Regions from separate parts of the Zea mays genome. Here region 2 is linked to region 1. Evidence: chromatin contacts called from public Hi-C data. All regions are on one chromosome and are shown on one strand. The core of a region is the stretch at or near the end of the contact, and the rest is flanking DNA. Distances in the headings are between cores, read along the strand shown.

Region 1 (3,790 bases), core at 607-3,106:
TTTCACTTTTTTTTGTGGTTCTGGTTCTAAGCTTCTAGCAAATTTATCATCTAGTTAAGTTAAACCGAATGATTGTAGGCACTTGATTGCTTAGCAGTTGTCACATTTGTTGGTGCAACTGATCTTGCTGAAACTCAGCTGTCTCTGAAAGCCATCTGGGATGTGATCCATCCAAAATCAGGATCAAATGTAAGGCCGACTGACCTCCATTTTTTTGGTTGTATAGCAATAAGCAGAAAGTATGACATCCAGTTTATTCTAAACTTTATTATTTTGGGTGTGTTTACAGGTCGGCGTAGTCAGAAAACCGAAGCCTCCTTTGTTAGCAGCTGCCGTATCTGCATGGGCATTTCTTTTAACAACTATTGGTTCATCTAGAAGAAATACTGATTCTTGGAAAGAGTTAGTGAAAGATTTCTCAATCACTGTTCTCTGTTATATGTCAATTTGCTCATGAAACTATATGCCCTTCTGCATGTAGGCCAATTACATTTCTCTGTAGCCTTCTAGAAGCAGAGGACCGTGCTGTGCGGATTGCTGCTGGTGAAGCATTAGCTCTGTGTTTTGAGCTAAGAATGTTTGATGTTTCCTCTAGTGACGAAGCTGATGTTGACAGTTACACTGGAGAGGCTGGTGGTTCTAAGCATCAACTTTTCTTGAATATGCAAGCATTGAAGGCCAAACTATCTGGTCTAGTCTATAGTCTATCTATGGAGGCGGGGGGCAGGGGTGCTGACAAGAAAAATCTTAATGATCAGAGAGACCTGTTCCAACGAATCTCAGATTTTATTAAGGTGTAGGTTTATTTAATTCTCTTTCCTTGAATTCTTCTATCTCAGAAAGACCAGAACTGATTTTTTTTTTCTCCAGAGTGGTGAGTGCCCTGAAGAATCACTTAGGATTTCAGGCAAGAATGGCATTTTAAGAGTTACATCATGGCGTGAATCAATACAGGTGTCCGTTTCTTGAATTGATTTTCATTTCCTCAAAATGCTGTGCTCCGAATTTGAAGTTTTTCTGAGATTTGTTGTTCATTTCTTAGTTGAACTATATGAGGCGGTTTCTTGGGCGGGGATTCCTGAAGCATTCACAGGTTATCATAAGCAGAACTTGATATTTCTGTGGAATACTGTATTTTGGTATAATAGTGTTAAAGCTTCTCTTTGTCTGTGCAGGACAACGATTTGCTGCATGAGGTCTTTGACATCAAAATTGATCGTACTGAAAACATGTCAGCCACCGAAAAGGTAACCTTTTCATAGCTATTGGATTGTATTGGGCACATTATATTGTATCATTTCTAAGTTGGTTGGGGAAAAAAAACAGTCACCAGTAAGATAGGCATCAAGACATGGGCATAGCGACAGTTCTCTAAAGAATCTGTTTGCATGCGTTCAGAAAATGTTCAGATCTGGAGAAGAGAAAGGAAGAGCTCTGAAGTTGAATAAAGAGCGTCGTCTAGCTCAGGTGAGCATATGCGTGTTCTATCATAGTTTATGGCGGTGAAATCAGATTACATTGATTGACTCCCAGTTGTATCGTTCTGCACGCCGCCGCGCGCAGGAGAGGAAGCAGCAGAATATCTTGAACGAGCAATATGGATAGAACCTACCCGGAAGACTGGAGTTTTGTACAGTGGAACTGTTACCAGATGGTGAGTGCTGTGTGTGTATGTGACGGTATTGATGCATTTGAGGTGTATTGCTCCGGTGGCGGTACTACAGCGACATGTTTGAAATTGCTCCGAAATACTATTGAGTTTTGTAGAAAGTGCCATGTTCCCTGCACTCCCTAGTGTTTCCTCTGCATGCGCAAAGGAGATCTTGAGTTCAGTTAATCACAATTGTACAGTTCCATAGGGTAGAGATATGAGGTGATTGTGAATAACACAGAGGTCGTCTAGCCTAAGGGCAATAATTGGCGAACTCTTCCTCTAGCCGCAATAATTGGTCTGCAAGAGATTTCGAAATGCGTTCGCTCTCTTTCGTCCTGAACTTTTTATCTTGTCCATTCTCCCTCCGTTTCTTTGGAAACAACAATATTGATTAAATTAGATGAACTGTGCATGGATTTCGAATCACGACCCTAACCCCAACGAGATGGCGGTTGCAATGATGCCCGGCCGGCGTCTGCGGGCTCGGCAATAATAATGCCTCGTGTGCTGAGGATAGGACGTACTTAACGCTCGTGTGCTTCTTCTTGGTCATTGTCGTACGGCACAGGAATCGTATGCTTCCATTCCATCGATCTAGGTGCATCTGCATGCCCCCACGCTGGCAGCTCAGCTGGTGTCAACTGAATAACCTAGCTAGCTAAGGGCAACTTGAAGAGATCAGGTATATGATTTTATAAAGATAAATTTAGTTAATATTTGAAGGAAAGTGTCTCCAATAGACTAAGAGCGTCTCGAAGAGACTATGTATTTTTACTCCCTATTTGACCATTTATTTACCTTTTTATAAAGATTAAACTTTATATATAGCATCTCACTCCACCAGACTCTCCAACAGGTAAGTAAGCTTGGCTAGTCAGAGTGGCTAGCCAAATTTAGCTATAGAGGGGGCTAATTTAGAGAGCTAGATGGCTTGGTGAGTTGGAAGACTAGTCTATTATAGATTTATTTTATTGTTAAGTAGCTAAAATTTAGTTTGATGAGTCATTTAGCTAGTCTCTTGAAGATGTTATAACTCTGTAAATGATTATTCAAATTTAATGGCTCTCTATCCCTCCACATTAACTCTCTATTTTTGAATAGCATGCTTCACTCTCCATTCAGTCCGTAGGTTTACCGAGACTAGTAGATTAGCCTACACTTTTTTTTGTAAAATCTGTTTTAAAGAGCAGCTAAATCTTGTAAGATTTAGATAGCCTTTTTAGCTAATCTTTTAGAGTTGCTCTAATTCTGTTTCCTTTTTCATAGGCAAATCTGGAGCGAGATGCTAACCAGTTACCGCTCTTGCTGCAAGTTTTTATATATATATATATATATATATATATATATATATATATATATATATAAACCTCTTCCAAAATCCAAAATCCATCAACTCTTGTCAGTCGCCAGTTTGTTTGTTTTTTCTTTGGCAAATCTAGACACATAATTCCTAGTTAATTATATGTTCTGCTTGTTATATTAATTTTATTGTTCTCTTTCCTGCCGTAAAAAGGGAAGAGAGAAACTGACTTTTGCTCTTATATGTAATAATAATATAAAGTGCCCCAATGGTAGATCGACAGACGCAAATAGTGCCGATGCCTCCACAATACCTTGACCTTTTCAAATGTCCACCGATTTAAGAAAATGGTGTGCATAGGATTTTCCCTGACCCACTTTCTTGAGCAGAAAGAAAGAATCGCCAATAATCCTCCCTAGTATTATCAGGTTTGAGCTTAGTCTTTAGCCGTTGAAAAATCTCCATCAAGAAAAAGATGGGCACTGCGCTAGCCCAGCAAAGAACCAGTTGATGATGTAGCTCCACATCGAATTCGATAAATTTTACGTTTCCACACCGAAATATACGCACGATGTAGCCAGCGCCATCGAAAACTTGCCGTACCTACGAAGATCTGGCGGTGCATCCAAAAGTTTTTGTATAGTAGGCTTTTATCCGTTTGTTGCAACAGAAGCAAAATAATAATATGATAATAATTAAATACAAATATAGTCATATTATTACATAAACATGCTGTTGAGAACTTGTTCTTAAATGTTATAAGTTAAGAACAAGCCAACACAAATGTTAATGGTTAAAGGCATTCGTCATTCGAAGTATTATCTTCTTTAGTATAT
Region 2 (3,790 bases), core at 621-3,120, 220 kb after region 1:
TGCAGGGTTTGAAGCGCTGTAGGGGAGCGATAGGGACTGGGAGACAATCTTTTGAAGAGCCAGAGGGGCTTGCGCAGAAGCCTGCAGCAGATCCGGCAGGGGGCAGGAATGGCTGGCTGCCGGCCGGCCAAGGGAGGGTGGCGGCGGTGGGAGGGGGCACGGAGGGGAGGGGGAGGGAGGGCGCCCCATCTCCCCGGGATCCTCTTATTCCTAGCTGGATTATTGCGCACTTTTTTTCATCTCCACCTGAATTAATAATCTCCTCCATTCCCCATAGGGTATACATAGCACTAGAGAGAGTTTATAGGAAGCACGGTACATGTGGGCGGTCGTGTTGGACTTAGACACGACTAAGAGACAACTTACAACCGGTTAGAGATGTTTGAGCTATAGAGCGTGCATATATAGTGCCCAATTAACCTTCTTTGGCTACATCGATTGACAAACAAAAAAAGAGGTGTTGACGCCTTTTCGGAGCGCCAAACACTCAACAAGAACCGTGGCAGTGCTCTCTGGTCAGGCGCGGACGGTCCGCGACCTGGCGCAGGGGCAAAGGTTCCCTGCCTGACGGCCGGACGGTCCGCGCGTGCGCAGGGGCGACGAAGGATCGCCGACGGCGCCTGGATCTCGCTCCCGGGAGGGACCCCGTCGGGGAGGAGAGATCCTAGGTGGTGTCTAGGCTCGGGTAGACCGACCTAGACTTCTCTAATCGACGTAGAGTCGAAGAGAGGCAGAGAATTTGTGGATTGGAAGGCTAAACTAGGGCTAAACTAGAACTAGACTAGAACTACTCCTAATGCATAAGGTAAAAACGAGTAATAGACTTGATTTGATCGATTGTTGGGGGTTCAATCGGCCGTAGCCCTTCATCTATATAAAGGGGAGGTCTGGATCCGCTTCGAACTGATTTCCGAGTTAATCCCGCGGTTTTAGGTAACAAATCCCGCGAGAAACTAGGAACCCTAACTGATTCTGCGCACGCGCGGACCGTCCGCGCCGCCACCGGGGACTGTCCGGACCGCGGACTGTCCAGCCTCAGTGCCGGACCGTCCGCGAGGCTCTTTTTAGCCTTCAACAAGAGAAAAAATGGTTAATCTGGTATATTATTATACTTAAAAGAAAACATACAACTATTTATTGATCTGATATATTATTATACTTAAAAGAGGCGCTCGGTTCACATGACTATTTATTTATATATATTAGATTAGACTACCGCCGCTAGCTTTGCACCACCGTACCTTTCGGCCTCGCATTATATTAATCGTTTGTTCTAGATTAATTTTGTGCGTCCGTGTCCGTCCTCGTGAGAACCTCTAGCCGAATTATTCGTGTGAGCCCGACGACACCGACACACTGCGCGCTCCCGTCCCGCACCCGCCCGATCGAGGAACCGGATCGATCGCTCATCGCCAGCACGCGAGACAACAAGCGGCCCTGCCCCTGCCGTGGATGGGAGGCCCTTTGCTACGTTGGGAGATGAATATGATGGGCGGGACGAAGGGCCTGTTTGGTTCAGCTTTTTCTGAACAGCTTATTTGAAAATCTGGCTGTGGGAGAATCTGAGTATCATTACGATTATGTGTGGAGGAAGATAAAATTGTTCATAAGATTTAAGATCTAGAAAGTGACGGATTCCTACTATTACAACGACTCAACCGATTATGTGTTTATGTTGACTTTGGATAGTTTTTGCCCCAACAAATTTTATAGAAGCTGGCTGAAAAGCTGAGTGTTTGGCCGTCCACAGCAGCTTTTGATGGCCAGAAGCTGTCAGAAGCCGAAACAAACAGGGCCCAAGATGTGTGGCTTGAAGGGACGTGGGTTTCCCCGTAGGCCCGGACGGACAGCCTCTACGCGGTAGCATCCAAGCCGGGGAATCTGGAGACAATGGCATGATTTTGGGGGAGGATGTGGCCGCATGTGCCCCATGATCTGATACTCCCCTCCCTCCCTCCCCATTATTCAGCACCCACACCACACACACCCACATGAGCTGGAGATGTCCTAGCTTCTCGCGGCCGTTTTCCAACTTCCAAGTAGTATTACTGTAGAGTCATTCGGTGTGCAGCTGCATGGAGTGAACAAGAAACAAGATCCAATGGAGGCAGGAAGGCCGAGGTACAGACATGAGCTGTGAGCTAGTGCTACGCTAGGCTAGCTAGCGAAACTGAACCTTTCTGGTGGATCGGATCCAACTACCTAAGTTGGGCATGATGCGAGATTAAACTGAACCACACAGACACATGCGTGGATGTGGATCGGATCGGATCCAGGGCTCTGCTGTCTGCTCTGCTCTGCTCTGCTTTGCCCCCCGGCCGCGCGCGAGATTTTTTTTATCCCTAGGATACTCGACGGCCACCGGGGATAGAGGGGAGGTGATCTTCCTTTTGGGGGACACTGTCCTGTACTTGCTGCTCCACTGGAATTAATCTGCATGCATGCATGCATGCCTGCTTGCCTGCCCTCGGAAAAGGAGCGGTGGTGCTGTACATCTATGATCTATGTACCCAAAAAAAATGAGACAGCGTGAACCACCGGGAGATGTACATCTACTCATCGCCCTTTTTGGATGATTGGGGTAGTTGATGCTTATGCTGCTAATCATCTACTAGTAGCTAGCTTTTCTGTACCAAGGTAGAACATACTACGCAAACTAGCCCAACCTGCACAGCGACTTTCTTAGTGAGTTTTCAGGGCCTCAGGCACCATGTTCCCTCTCTATCTCTATCTGTCTGTCTGTCTGTGTCTTTACTCTCTGTGTTGCCTGCAGGCTGCAGCTCCGAATTGACAAGTGACGTATCATTGTTGCAGCTCCAGTCTCTGAAACGCTCTTCCCTCATCCCTCCCGGCCCATCAAACTTTCGGCAGGCATCGTCATATTGTTGCAGCAGCGGAAAATATGCAGCCATGGTCCAGCTAGTGGTGGAGCGCCCTGCCTCTTCAGATCAGATTCATTCAACATATAAAAGAGCGTCGTACTGTTACTGTACGACGAGCGGACGGACCAGGCGTATCCAAACTCCAAAGCGGAGGGAGGGGAGCATCAGGCAGACTGCCAGAGGCAGGCACACGGCATCGGCAGCGCGCTCTGCACTGCCAGTCCGGGCTCTGCATCTGCAGCTTTCCTCAATCCTCAGCAGCCTGGTTCCAAGCCCAGCGACCACCAGCAAACTCGGACGGCGACTGCGATGCGGCTTCCGAGTCGCTGTTCCTGATCTAGTGATCTGGTCATGTCAAGTCGGCCCAAAGCCCACCGCCACCAGAACATGACATGCATGCATGCATGCAGTGGCCCTGATGACGAGACCGCCGCGTGGAGCTCGTCGCAGCCGCCGGGCTGACGGCCATTACCCCACGCGCAAAAAGGGCGCCTAAAAATCTAACGTGCCGACTTCATCCCTTACCTTAACTAACCATACTTGTACATATACAAAGGGCGCCTCTATAGTCCTAGTTTAACTGTGTTAAGTAATCCTAGTTAGGGTTATGTAGGCAAATACTGGCTTTGCTCCTGATTGGTCTCACATCTCTATATAAGAAACATGTACACCCCCTCATAATACAGAGATCAGAAAAAGGCCAGATGCCCAACCCTATATCATGTGTCTCGTGTGTTTCCTCTGTCGTGTTTATGTGAAGGGAGACGGGTTCTCTACAGCTTCTTACGCCTCTACTGCTGACGGGAGGGGAGGGAGCAGATCCGATGATTCGTGGTAACGTAGTTCTCAATAAGTTATTAGCACGCTCTACCTCGACGTTACTGCAAGATCAGATCTGCATCAACTCT

What was found. A called contact is a pair of places that touch in the nucleus more often than the background predicts.
Region 2: a Hi-C map of leaf shows a contact between it and region 1, with 4 times the contacts expected there. The contact joins two enhancer-like sites. A contact is called at or near these places in 2 of 25 Hi-C or Micro-C datasets (bundle sheath and leaf).

Annotation. Positions count from the first base shown.
Region 1 is chr1:77,963,512-77,967,301 of Zm-B73-REFERENCE-NAM-5.0, reverse strand. LOC100281290 (interferon-related developmental regulator 2) reads left to right here. Exons shown (of 13, transcript NM_001154208.1): 6 at 79-189; 7 at 290-402; 8 at 482-794; 9 at 871-954; 10 at 1,043-1,093; 11 at 1,176-1,247; 12 at 1,399-1,467; 13 at 1,564-1,992. The coding sequence ends at 1,605. Among protein-coding and RNA genes, the nearest start is that of LOC100281290, 11 kb to the left of the region's middle. Within about 2 kb of position 1,856, at least 5 of the 20 cell types and tissues checked have an H3K27ac peak or open chromatin away from gene starts, as enhancers often do. A contact at or near this core is called in leaf, where this site is marked.
Region 2 is chr1:77,740,476-77,744,265 of Zm-B73-REFERENCE-NAM-5.0, reverse strand. No RefSeq gene overlaps it. Among protein-coding and RNA genes, the nearest start is that of LOC103636817, 9.1 kb to the left of the region's middle. Within about 2 kb of position 1,870, at least 17 of the 20 cell types and tissues checked have an H3K27ac peak or open chromatin away from gene starts, as enhancers often do. A contact at or near this core is called in leaf, where this site is marked.